Linked DNA regions of Rattus norvegicus: region 1 is linked to region 2. A link is a contact called in public Hi-C data. All regions are on one chromosome and are shown on one strand. Each heading gives the region's core, a stretch centred on a gene start, on an enhancer-like site or on the middle of the called end of the contact. The rest is flanking DNA. Distances are from core to core; before and after follow the strand shown. Region 1 overlaps Abca4 (ATP binding cassette subfamily A member 4). Region 2 overlaps LOC134485959 (a long non-coding RNA gene).

Region 1 (6,661 bases), core at 2,674-5,173, 250 kb before region 2:
GATGTCAATTCTCTAGAAGGTGCTGGATAGACAAGAGCCCATCTTAAGGCACTTTCATCTGACGTGGCCTTCCGCTGTTCTAGACATCCAGCCCCATGTTCCTCACACCCGATCTCCGGAGGTCACAGGACAGCTAGGGAGTGTCTTGGGATGCCTTTAGGTCTCTTTATCCATCAATTTCTCTTTTCCAGATTGGAGGACTACAGGTAGAAAGAAATTTTTGCTTTGTTTTGTTGAAACAGGGCTTCGTGTAGCCCAGGCTTGCCTTTAACTTGCTACATAGTTTAATCTAATCTTGGATTTCTGCTCTACCTGCCCCTGCCTCCTGGCTGCTGAGATCGTATGCATGTACTAGGCCTGGCTTATGAGTGGTTGAGGTAAAACTCGGGGCTTTGTGCATGCTTTGTAAACACTCCCAGCCCAACTTTCTGGACTGTTTTAGCAACAGACCACTTCATCAGGGATTCCCTGTTTGCAGGCTTTCCCATGAACATGGTGGCTGCAAGGGCTGTTAGGATATGTAGCTACAAAATTTGAGGTGTGAGAGAATGAGACTCCTGGAACAGCCTCAAAGAGAATATGGCATACTGAGCAACAACCCTCACCTGAGCGATACTTCAGGAGCAGGTCCCAGATGGAGCGTCTAGAGTAAGGGTCCACCCCAGAGGTGGGCTCATCCAGGACCACCACCTTGGAATCTCCCACAAAAGCAATGGCAACAGACAGCTTCCTCTGCATGCCCCCTGGAGGCAGAAGGAAGATGATGACGGGGTATCACAGACATCTTGGCACGGGGACAAGAAAGGTCCAGAGCTGGTCACATATAGAGACTCTTTAAATCTGGCTACAGTTTGATATCGTCACCTTAGATATGCCTACATTGTCAGAAGTCATAGTATCATCCCGGCTCCATCGATGCCCATCATAGACCAGCCTTGTCTCCTAACACCCGATCATCTGAGAGCTGTGTCCTTAGCGTCACAGCTCTCCCGTTATAGCCCCAGTGGTTCTCAATTCTAATACTGAGACCCTTTAAGATAGTTCTTCACATTGTGGTGACCCCCTCCAACTGTAAAATTATTTTCATTGCTGCTTCATAACTGTAATTTTGTTATGAATCATAACGTAAATATCTGATATGCAGGGAATCTGATGGGTGGAGGGCTGTGAGCTACAGGTTGAGAACTTCTGTAACCCCAACCTTCTGCTAAGGTGCACTGGCGGCCAATGGCTGCTCCCATGTGGCCCGTCTCCTCCCAGTACCAAGCACCTGAAAGGTCCTGAGCTTCTTCGTTTCTCTTGTGGTGAAGGCCCGTGTCTTCTAACATGGCTTCCATCTCAAGCCGGGCCTCCTCCCAGGACCTCCCTTTCAGCTGGGCATAGAACAAGATATGCTCAGCCACCGTGAGGCTGTGGAAACAGGACAAGGAGAAAGGCGATAGGCTGAGCAATTTACCTTAGAAAATAAAGATGGCTACGAAGAGTTAGCCATCAAAAATTTCATTATGGTATTTCTTTGTGATAAAAGTAAAGCGACCAACCAATCCTGCCCAAAGATCTAATGAGAAAATGACTTAAACGGCTCATTCGTACAGTGGAGCAGTAGGTAAACATTACTTCTTAAAGGAATACGTAATCATATTTATCGCAACTCATGTAAAAGCAGTAATGGGGCTGGAGAGATGGCTCAGTGGTTAAGAACAATTGTTGCTTTTACAGAGGACCTGGGATTGAGTCCCAGCACCCACATAGTGACTCATAGCTGTCTGGAACTCCGGGTCCATCGTATCTGATATCCTCTTCTCTGACACTAGCAACACAAGTAGTGCACTGATGTGCACTCAGGTAAAACACTCACACTCATAGTTCAACAGCTCAAGAGCAATCACACTTCCAAAGAGTGGGGTCACAAAATTGTACATATGATTTATTCTCCTTTATAATTTTTAGATTGTTGTACATTTCTACACATGTAGAGAAATGTCTGAAGAATCATATCTGGAGGTGTTAACAGTGATTGCCTCTGGGCGCTGAAAGGACTGGTAACAGTTTTTTTCTTTTGTATTTATCTGTCTTCTCCCCTTCACCCCCCTCCTTCCCTCCACAATGACTAGAGTCAGGATGGAAAATATTTTTCAATTAGAAAGAAAGAGAGAGTGGGGAAAGAGAGAGAAAAGGGAAGGGAGAAGGGGATGGGGAGGGAGAAGGAAGAAAGACAGAAGGGAGAAAAGACAGAAAACTCAAGCAAGCTGGCATGAAAGTCTCTCCCCCAGGGCAGTCTTTAGCACCAGGGGTCTGCATGGAAAGGGGACAGCATATCTCTTCTTTCTGGTTCCTGCCAGGAAGTATTTTGGGACAAGTAAGGGGAAATGTCAAAAAAGAAGTTGCTGTCCTGGGCTGGAAAGATGGCTCAGCAATTAAGAGCACTGACAGCTCTTCTAGAAGTCAGGAATTCAATTCCCAGCAACCACATGGTAGCTCACAACCATCTGTAATGGGATCCGATGCCCTCTTCTGGTGTGTCTGAAGACAACTACAGTGCACTCACATTAAATAAATAAATAAATAAATAAATAAATAAATAAATCTATCTTTAAAAAAAAAAAAAGAAGTTGCTGTCTCTCTTGTGGCTGGGGACATCTGAACTCCAATCACTAGGAGTACAGCCTCACATCTGGAGGGACAATGGCTTTGACTGTAAAGACCAGAAAAAAGCATTGCTAAGTTGGGCTGGAGCAGGATACAGGTGGCTTAGCATTACTGTGGCTCCGATGAAACACCTTTACCAAAGCAACTCGGGGAGGAAAGGATTTGGTTTACACTTCATCCCCAAAGAAAGTTAGGACAGGAACTCAAGCAGGGCAGGAATCTGGAGGCAGGAGCTGATGCAGAGGCCATGGAGGGGTGCTGCTTACTGGCTTGCTCTCCATAGCTTGCTCAGCCTGCTTTCTTACAGAATCCAGGCCCACCAGCACAGGAGTGGCACCATCCCCAATGGGCTGCACCCTCCCCCGTCAATCACTAATTAATAAAATGCCCCACAGCCATGCCTACAGCCTAATCTTACTGAAGCTCTTTCTCAGTTGAGGCTCCCTCTTGAGCTTGTGTCAAGTCGAAATAAAACGAAGCCAGCACACAGCAGGAGGTTGTTTCCAACAGGTTGTTTTCCTGTGGGGCTGCGAGTGGAACCCAGGGCAATGAACAAGCCAGGCAAGTACTGTACCCCAGAGCCCAGTCCTTGCCCAGGAGTACCTCAGCTCCAGTGCACTTACTGATGGAACAGGATGTTGTGTTGGGGACACATGCCCAGGCTCTGGCGTACTGCATCCAGGCTGATTTCAATGTCTTTTCCCCCAATAAGCACAGTTCCTGATGTTGGCGGCAACAGACCCGTGAGGATGGACCTGCCAAGCACAGGGTTAAGTGGCAGAAGGAGGATTTCGATTCCTGCCCCATCTCTCTATCAAGCGCAAACCCGCAGTAGCTGAGCATCCTAGAAAATGTCCACACAGGGTTTACTTAGCACCAGCTCCTTGCTTCAAGTCCTAGTGTCCAGGACCTCAAGGGCCATCTTTCTCTACTTTTTATTTCCTAGTGCTCCCAAGCTAGTAACAGGAGCCTCAGGGCTTCCCAGCCTCAGGCACCCCATCACCAATTAGCCATCACCGTGGTGGTCAGTTGCAGTGCCCACTGGGAGTTGTAGTGTCCATTATGATAGTCTGTCAGAGCCGTGGTGTTCAGGGATGTGGTAAGCTCTAGTGATCACTTGTTTTACTCTGTGGTCAGTGGTAGTGTCTGCTGTGAAGGTCTGCCACAGTGGTAGTTTGGTGGCTATTGCTGTGGCCAGCCATTGTGGTCACTGTCATGGTCACGGTTGTGGTCGGTTAAAGGACTTTAGGGCACAGCCCGGCTGTTTTGACTGGGCGAGCAGCCCTGTGGAGAAGCCAGCTGTTGACTTTACAAAGCCCAGACGAGCATGGTGAGAAGCTGGAATTACCACTGACAATTTCATTTGGGAATTCCAAACGTGAAAATGTAACAATGTTGTGATTTTTTTTTTCTTTCTTCATTTATACAAAACATGACTCCCAGCTGTTTGGGTAGTTGTCTAAGTTAAGTGAATCAAACACACTTAAAAAAACAAACAAAAACCAAAAAATTGGGCACCGGCACGAAGTGAAACTTAAAATGTTACGTTATTCCCAGCATTAGGAAGCACTTGTGTTCCGATCCCAGGGGAAGTTGAATTTCTGCACTGAGTGAAGTCATGTGTTTGTCTTCGAGAGATCCTGGGGTCTTGGGAGCTTCCTGTGTTCTCTGACCACGTGAGTTAGCAAGGAGATAGCCCTAGGATGCCACACCCAGCTCTGTCTCAAGTTCTGATAAAATCGCACGCTCTCAGAACCTGTACTTAGGAGCTGAAATCTTTGTTGATCAACCACTAGAGGGAAACAGTACCAAGCCCAATGGCACCAGCCCCGCATTCCATTCCCACAGAAAGGCCCAGGAGCACATTCCAAAGTAGGGTGTACACCGCTGTTCCTTCCCGGGGCTCTGTAAGCCAAGGATTTGATGGCTGCTGTCACATGGCTTGTTGACCCCTACCCCTCCTCCACCGGTCCCCCGGAGGTCCGCACAGGAGCCCTGACCGCCTGTTCTCAGCAGGTGGCGCTAGGGCCCCTTGTAGATGGAGGGCGAAATCCACCCAGAGCCTCAAAGCTTCCTGCTCTTGTCCTTTCGCCAGGCAGCGAGTCTACTCCACTGTTCTCCCTACATTTTCTCAGAATGTAACCAGCCCCCATGAGTGGTCCCACGCCAGCACTAAAGCATCCTAAGTATTAATTGGTAGGAAAAGGAGGGCTACGTAAAAACAGACATGTTCTAGGCCGGACATGGGCAGCAATGGCTTTATCCTCACTGTGGGAGGTGTGTGAGGTGGGAGTTAAGGAGGGGCCTCGGGTGTTAGAAACAAGCCCCGGAGATTGTGCTGAGAGGACCTGGCTAACACACCCACATCCAACTCAGTGGCTTCAGGAAAATCACTTAAACTTTGAATGTCCAAGGGGGCAATAAACTTACTCCATCTTCTCTAACGGATATCATATAAAATATACATGAGTGGATTTTCAATACTGCAGCATACTTAGAAGAATCTCCCTGTGCCCCACTCCACCCCACCCACCTCCCCGCAGTTGAGCATGGTGTGTGTTTTAGACAGGGTCTCACTATATAGTTCTCACTATCCTGGAACTCACTATGTAGACCAAGTTGGCCTTGAACCCACAGAGTTCATCAGCCTCTGCCTCCCTGGTGCTGGAATTAAAGGCACGTATCACCATGCTCAGCTAGAGATTTGGGACCAGAATAAAAATAGTGGTTGTTTGCTTGTTTCCACCAAAATTCAGTGAGGAAGAGCAGACTGCTGTTGTGGGGGGAATGAAGCCAGGGAGTGATGGGTGGAGTGGGATGGGAGACAGCCTCTTTGCTAGAGAACTCACAAGGTGGTGGTTTTTCCGGCTCCATTGTGACCCAGGAATGCAGTGATTTGGTTCTCATAGAAAGTGATGTTAAGGCGGTCCACGGCTGGCCGGCTACCGGGCTCAAACACCTTCACCAGGTTCTTCACACACACTCCAGGCACCAACCCTGGAAGCTCACGTTCAAAAAAGGAGTCTTGGAGGGAAAAGCACATTGCAGAAATACAGCACGTTAAGAACTTCGTGCTTAATGAACAATCCTGTGTAATTTCACCCTCCCACATGACTGCGACTTTGCAAAGAAGATCAAAGCAGCAGTAGTTACAGTTGCACTGCCATGGATTTAACACTTACTGTGAGTTACGCACTGTTTCCAACAATTCCCTCCCTTCACACATATACTCCTATAGGTAGATATTACCAGGCACCCTTCAATAGGTGACAAGACTGAGAGACGTCACACGTTCCATCAAGGCCACATGGCAAGTATGGGCCCAGAGCCCATACCCATCTGAAACAGCCTCTCTCTATATACTGAGTTACCCCAAGTCCTGTCTTTGCTTCCCAGGATCTTCCCAGGTTTCTGGCATTGTCTCTTATTCCTCAGGCTCCAGGACAACCTACTCTTCCTCACCATGACTCCTTCCTCCCTATACTTCCTGTCTTCTCCAGTACTGACCTACTCCTCCCTCCCCTGACCTCCCCCACAGCACACACAACATCTTTTCTGTAGTTCACTCTATACAGCCTAGATTAACCACTGTCAGAGTATTAATTCTAATTAATGAATGGTCCCTTGCTCTGTCCCCAACTCCCATTGCATTGTCTGCCTGTGCCTCCTGGCCCCAACTAAAGCTGAGGTGGAACCAGCATCCTCCACAAGGCTCCTTTTAACTTTAGCGTACCTAGAGGACCTTCTAGAGGTACTCCACTCTGCAAAGCGGCTCTGTGAGGATTCAGGTTTCCAACATCAGCTTTGCAAAGTGGTACCCGTGGGGAGCCTGGAGGCTGGACCCACTCAGTCCGACGTCAGGCTAAATCAGAGTCTGTCAGAGCCTCTCAAAACCCAAGGAATGCATGTACTCAGGGGTGAGCAGCCTTAGGAGAACTAGTTCAAGAGTGAAGACAAAGCAGCAGAGGCCAGGGGAAAGAGTCTTAGGGACCCTGCCACCAGCCCAGGAACG
Region 2 (6,460 bases), core at 3,826-6,325:
ACAGTTAATTTCATTACCCTCCTTTCAGACACTCAATAAACACTGTTGGAATGAATGGACCTAAAGGTTCAAGTAGGAAGGATGCTCTTTTTGAGGACAGCATCTTCACTGATAAGCTCCATGACTGAAGGCAGTCCTGGGGTTCGAATGGGAACTGTCCTCCTCAGGCTCCTGTGTTTGAACACTTGGGCTTCAGCTGGGGAAAGACTTAAGTCAGGCTTAGTTGGAAGAAGTGGGTCACTGGGAGCTGGCCTTGGGGTTTCTTAGCCTGGACCCACTTTTGTCCTTTCTCCTTCCCAACTGCAGGGGCAGTGTGACCTCTCACCTCAGGCCTTCTCTCAGCTTCAAGCCCAAGTATATCCTTCCTCCCTTTACCCTGTTAGGTATTTAGGCAAGGCAGCAAGGAAAGTAATGGGTAGAGGTGGAGGGAAGAACCTAGTAATAGTTTGCCCGCGTTTAAGTACAATAATCCTCAAATACAAGATTAAGGGGGAGGCCATAAAGCAGTGGTTCTCAAATTCCCTAATGTTGTGACCCATTTTTTAAAAATATTTTATTTATTTATTATATATGAGTACACTGTAGCTGTCTTCAGACACACCAGAAGAAGGCATCAGATCCCATTATAGATGGTTGTGAGCCACCATGTGGTTGCTGGGATTTGAACTCAGGACCTCAGGAAGAGCAGTCGGTGCTCTTAACCACTGAGCCATCTCTCCAGCCCATGTTGTGACCCTTTTAATACAGCTCCTCATGTGGTAATGAACCCAACCATATTTTTGCTGTTGCTTCATAATTGTAATTTTGCTACTGTTATGAACCATAATGTAAATACCTGGTATGCGGGATATCTGATATGCAGCCCCTCGCCACCCACACGTTGAGACTCGCTGCTGTAAAGGGTTAAATTGTGTTATGGGGAGCAGATTTTCTCCCTGCTTCAGCCTTTCCCCAGAGTAAAAGCTTTCTTCTGAGTGAAGCAAGCTTTGGGTCAACCCTTAGCCCAGATGGGCTCTTGCCCAGCCAGTGAAGGGTCACCATCCCAACTTCACGGGGATCCTGGTTTCCTCCACAGAAAAAGTCTATGTAACATAACAATACTGCACTTTTCTGTTGTCTTAGATCAGCATGCCTTTCAAATTATTCCATGCCTCAGATTTAAAGTAACTTAAAATAAATTTTTCCTAAACACTTTTTCACATTGACGAATCATTCCCTAAGTTCCAATTCTTTGGATAATTAAAACATCCTTCAGTTTTCTCCCACAACCATTCATACCTTCGTGCTTTTCTCTTGGTGGGATTCAAGATGCACTGCTTCATGACTGGGTACCTTGGCATTTGAGAACCCAGATGAGCAAGAAGGTGAGCCTCACTGTCCCCTCACACCGCTCTCCTGAGGCACACTATATCACCTCACCTTCTGGGCATGTTCATGCTGCACCCTCAGAAAAGGAGCAGTCTTCTCTCTGCAGACACGAGGACACAGAGGACTCCGAATGGATGGGCCTTGTTAATTTAGCACTGTTAGAGCATACCTCCAATATCCAGGCAGAATTCAACAGGACTGCCCGTTTCTTCTTTAAGCAGCGTGAAAATACATAGGCTCTTCTATTTCTTCAAATTTTTATTTCTGAATGGTTTTACTCCAGTAAAAATGTTTTTGTTCTTTTTTGGTTGGGTTTTGGGTTTCTCTTCTCTTCTTTTCTCCTCCCCTTCCCCGTCTCCTCCTCCTCCTCTTCCTTTCTCTTCCTCTCCCCCTTTCTTTGTGTACACATGTATATGTACACGTTCATGAGGTGGGGCAGGTGTGTGCACACATGTATAAAGGCGAGAGGTTGATGTCAGGCACCTTCTGCAATTGCTCTCTGCCTCACATTTTCAGGCAGTGTTTCCCACAGAACCTGGAGCTCCCTGATTGGTTGGAATCCTTGACTAACAAACCCCAGGGATCCTCCTCCTGTCTCTGCCTCTCCAGCACCAGGACTTCGATCTCAGGCTGCAGTGCCTGGCTTTTTATGTGGGTTAGGGTTATGAACCCAGACCCAACTGAGTCATCCCCCCAACCCCACTCCTCTAGTGGTTTTTGAGACAGGCTCTCATTATATAGCCCTGGCTAGCCTGGAGCTTTCTATGTAGACTAGGCTGTCTTCACACTTGCAGGGACCCTCTTGCCTCTTGAGTTCCAGGGCTATGCTACACCTAGTTTGTATAAAATTTACAATAAATAAATAAGCATGATTTCGCTTACTAAGCTCTTTGTTATAAGTGCCCATGTCATCAACCTAGCAATAGTCTCTCCTTGCCACACGTGTGGTATAGAAAATGCCATACAAATGATTTCATTAACATAAAGATTCCATTTAATCCCTGTCTGGTTTCAAACTATACCTTATAGGTGTCCTATTAAAAACATAATTGAGGATAAAAAAAAAAAACCCAAAAAACATAATTGAACCAAAAGAACTCAGTTGGAGCAAAGAAAAATAAGAGCAGGCCAGAAATCCAACCATAAAAACACTGCGGCTGCTGGACAGACCACAGACTTGGCTCTGGACAGACCACAGACTTGGCTCATAAGAAGAGAGCGGACCAGTTAGAGGACCCACAGTCTTTTGTAAGATACACAGCAGGGGCCCAGGAGCCTTGAGAGTTTAAAAAAATTTTTTTCCCATGCAGCCTCAAAAGGAACGTTTGGTGTTACTGAAAAATTTTGGACATCCTTTTTTTATTTTTATTTTATTTTACTTTATTTTGCTGCCAGATGATACCAGAGAAATTGGTATCTAAGCCTCTCGGGGTTCTTAGTTCATTAATAAAAATAATTTAAGAATGGACTCAAATAGAGGTGCAATTTTATTGGCATTTAAAAGTAAAGGCCAGGATGGGCAAGCTGTAAATCTCAGCAGCTGCCTAGAAGGGGGGGGGGGGAGGGAGAGGCATGTTTGGAGTGGAGGGAGAGGGGGAGGGAGGAGGGGGAGGGAGAGGCATGTTTGGGTTAACTGGCATGGAGGTTAGCCACATGGCTGCAGATGGTTAGCAACAAGGCAGGGAGGGAAGCTTTAGGGAAAGGGTAAAGGAAGCTCAAACCTCCAGAAGAAAGAAAGAAAGAAAGAAAGAAAGAAAGAAAGAAAGAGAGAAAGAAAGAAAGAAAGAGAGAGAAAAAGAAAGAGAAAGAGAGAGAGAGAGAGAGAGAGAGAGAGAGAGAGAGAGAGAGAGAACGAACTTAGGTTCTGGCCTGTCTCCAAAGAGATTCAGAAAAGAGAAAAAGAGCAAACTGCACCTTTAGGCGGAGAGAGTCAAAGAACCCCAGGCAGCTTAGACTGTACTAAGGGGTGGGGGCCCCTGGGAAGGAAAAGTATGCTATCTCAATCAAGGGATGATTATTCCGTCCATATTCTTAGTATCACCTACAGCGATCCTGCCTTCCTGGGGGTGGGCTTACCGTCCTGAAGGGTGGTCCCCTTCAGACCCACCTGACTGAAATGTTAGAGTGAGGATTCCAACCTCTTGACAAGAAGGACTAGGTTTCCCTTTGTGGGCATTTATTGATGCTGTGGTGTCACTCATGTCAAAAATAACATTTAAAGTGAGTGAGTTTCCACTCACTGTTTTCCATGTGTAAAATCCAGGAGCCTCAAGGTAGCACTGATTGTTGAACTAAGAGGATCTGCAACTGAGTTCTTCTGAGGTTGGACGAAATGATGCACTGTGAGACCTCTATTCTTTAATTATCCGAGTTGATCCAGGATAAGATTTAAAATACCTTAAAGAACTGAATGGCCGGGGCCAGTGAGATGGCTCAGTGAGTGAAGGGGCTTGCTGCCAAGCCTGGTGACCTGAGTTTGATCGCTGGAACTCAGACTGTAGAAGGAGAGAAGCAGTTCCCACAAGTTGTTCTCTCACTTCCGAACGCATGTCACGACACGTGCACACACAAATAAAAACAAGTAAGTAAATCAATGTATGGTTAAAAAGCATAGGACTACCTGCCTTCCTCTCTAAACGCCATATCTCCCATTAAGCTTACATAAGAGTGAGCATCCGCAATGTCAGGGATGAGGTTTTTTGGCAGCCACGTGTCGGAACTCTGTGCTGATTGGACACAGGATTGCACGTAAGAGCTTGGTATCCACTTGTAAAGACCAAGGCTCCAAACAAGCCAGATGCCTGCCTGAACCCATCCTTGGAAAGACACAGACCTAGGTAGATGTATCATAGGCAAGGGCTAGATGATCTTCAGAAAACAGTCCTCCTTTGCTCTCATCTGACAACGAACGATCAACCAGGGCTAATGGAGCACGGACACGGTCTGTGGCATCGGTGACAGCCACCCACCAACATACCGCAAATTCCCCAGATACAAACTTAGTTTTTCTATTACTCTGTTTTGTTGTTGCCATTGTTTACCTCCTCATCCTGTACAGCAGAGAGCTGAGAACTGACTGTAGAAACCAAAGTCAAAGACTTAAGGATGGGACTGAGTGGGACCCATTTAGCCCGCCCAAGGCTCTGGGTTCCAGTCTCCGCCACGAAAGAAAACAACAGGACCCAACATCATCCTGGGGAGAAAGTCATTTTGGACTTACGGCTGGGGTAGTGGGCTACTGATCCAGAATCTTATTGGGCTCCCTCTCAGTCTAGACAGTGTCACCACCAAGATGATTTTAAGTGCGTGCATGCATGGCAGTACAGTGTAATCACGCATGTGGGTGCCTGAGGTGAACCCTGGGTGCCATTTCTCAGCCACTGTGTTCATTGAAATAGGATCTCAATAAGTCTAGAGCTTTCTCATCAGGTTGGGCTGCTGATGAGCGAAACCCCTGGAATGTGGCTGTCTCTGCACCCTTAGCACCAGGAAAACAAGTGTACCTCCACCACAGGGCGCTGTTTCCCACAGCTTCCGGAATTTGGATAAGGGTCCTCAAGTCTACATAGCAAGTGCTTCGCTCTAACTAAGCTCTCTCCACGGCCCTTGGCTTTGGTTTTTAGAAACCATGCGCGGTTAGTTGGTGAGCTGTTAAAGTGAGTTGTACTTTCGTTACAATCCCTACCCAGCAATCTGATTGTTTTCGGTGTGGCTAAAGCATTACTCATGTGGCACCAATGGGAAAAAAAACGGTGATGATTTTCTCCCCCTATCGTGTTTTATGTGTGTGAATGTTTAAAACTTGTTTGGGATGAATGCTCTGAACAATTCAGCATCTGGTGCACAAATATTTTTGTAGACACGAGTCCAAATACCACAAAACCACTGCCACAGCCCAGGTTATGTGAACCATTTTCTTAGGCAGATTTTTAATGAGTGTGATTATTCTTGAACTATGAGACTGTCTCCACAGGGACATCAAGATTAACCTCAAAAAGAAATCGTACAGCGATGACCCATATTAAAAAAAAATGGAAAGAAGAAGTCATCTTGGAACTAATTTGAAGGGGAAAAAGAAGCTTTTGGGTTTGTTTCGGGTTTTCTTTTTTTTAATTGTTGTTGCCGTGCTAAGCATTGTACAAAGGCAAATCAAAGTTGACACCATCAGGGACATTCCTACAGAGAGTGGCTGGTGGCAGATAAGGCTTGGCTGAGCTGTGCCAGAGTCCGGTTTCAGTTCTGTCAGGTGTAATCAGAGCCCTGGTCTTAAAACAAAAGCTGCCAGTCCACTTCATCAGAAGACACTCCAGGCCCTTCACCCTACCTACACTAAATGGGAAAAGAAGCATCGATTCCTCAGAGGAAAAGAGAACCACATATCATTAGCGGGTTTTCGACACAGCGTGTCATGGTCTAATGCTCCTCATTTAATACACCGGCCCCTCCTGCCCCCCATGCCCTGTTTCCAGCTCATAGATGGAGTGAGTTTGTTTGCTTGTTTTAAATGCTGTGGTTGTAGAAATTAAGCTTCTCTTTATAATCTATGACAAAGGCAATTGGTGAGTCTGTTCACCATGGTGGGAGTCTTAGGTCACCCATGGCTTTAGAATGGGGTGAGGGGGGGTTGGGGATTTAGCTCAGTGGTAGAGCCCTTGCCTAGGAAACGCAAGGCCCTGGGTTCGGTCCCCAGCTCCGGAAAAAAATGGGGTGAGGGGTGATAGGTGGTGGGGGGGGCACACTTTTTTTTTTTTAATTCCTGAAAAGAGGCTTACTCAAAATGTCACTTGGAAAATTGCTCTTGTGGATGGGTGTGCTACATAGAGTAAATTAGAATTTTCCCTTGAAAGAAATATATGAATAAAAGATAAAGTGAACCAAAAAACTGTTTGGGAAGATTCGTTGTGGTGAGCTACAGTGAACCCTTACAGCTTCTAACCTAACTGGTGGGTGTAACTGGACGTCCATTAAAATAACCACAGAACCCAGGCTAGCCATACTTCCTCATTGCTGAAACGGTCCCACAATGACTGACCGCGCGTTTGGGTGCAGCCGTCTTAGGAAGTGCACTCCCATTTTGGTGACAGGCAAACCG

Evidence for each region. A called contact is a pair of places that touch in the nucleus more often than the background predicts.
Region 1: a contact with region 2 is called in a Hi-C map of the A7r5 cell line, with 6 times the contacts expected there. The contact joins two enhancer-like sites. A contact is called at or near these places in 12 of 12 Hi-C or Micro-C datasets (the A7r5 cell line, the Rat2 cell line, Schwann cells and 7 more) and 1 of 1 datasets of contacts at active chromatin or transcription factors (oligodendrocytes).

The regions. Positions count from the first base shown.
Region 1 is chr2:212,928,088-212,934,748 of GRCr8, reverse strand. Abca4 (ATP binding cassette subfamily A member 4) reads right to left here. Exons shown (of 50, transcript NM_001107721.1): 19 at 5,499-5,673; 20 at 3,273-3,404; 21 at 1,271-1,410; 22 at 606-743. Among named protein-coding and RNA genes, the nearest start is that of Abca4, 82 kb to the right of the region's middle. Within about 2 kb of position 3,923, at least 52 of the 93 cell types and tissues checked have an H3K27ac peak or open chromatin away from gene starts, as enhancers often do. A contact at or near this core is called in the A7r5 cell line, where this site is marked.
Region 2 is chr2:212,684,041-212,690,500 of GRCr8, reverse strand. The region is part of intron 1 of LOC134485959 (a long non-coding RNA gene); the gene reads left to right. Among named protein-coding and RNA genes, the nearest start is that of Arhgap29, 69 kb to the left of the region's middle. Within about 2 kb of position 5,075, at least 8 of the 93 cell types and tissues checked have an H3K27ac peak or open chromatin away from gene starts, as enhancers often do. A contact at or near this core is called in the A7r5 cell line, where this site is marked.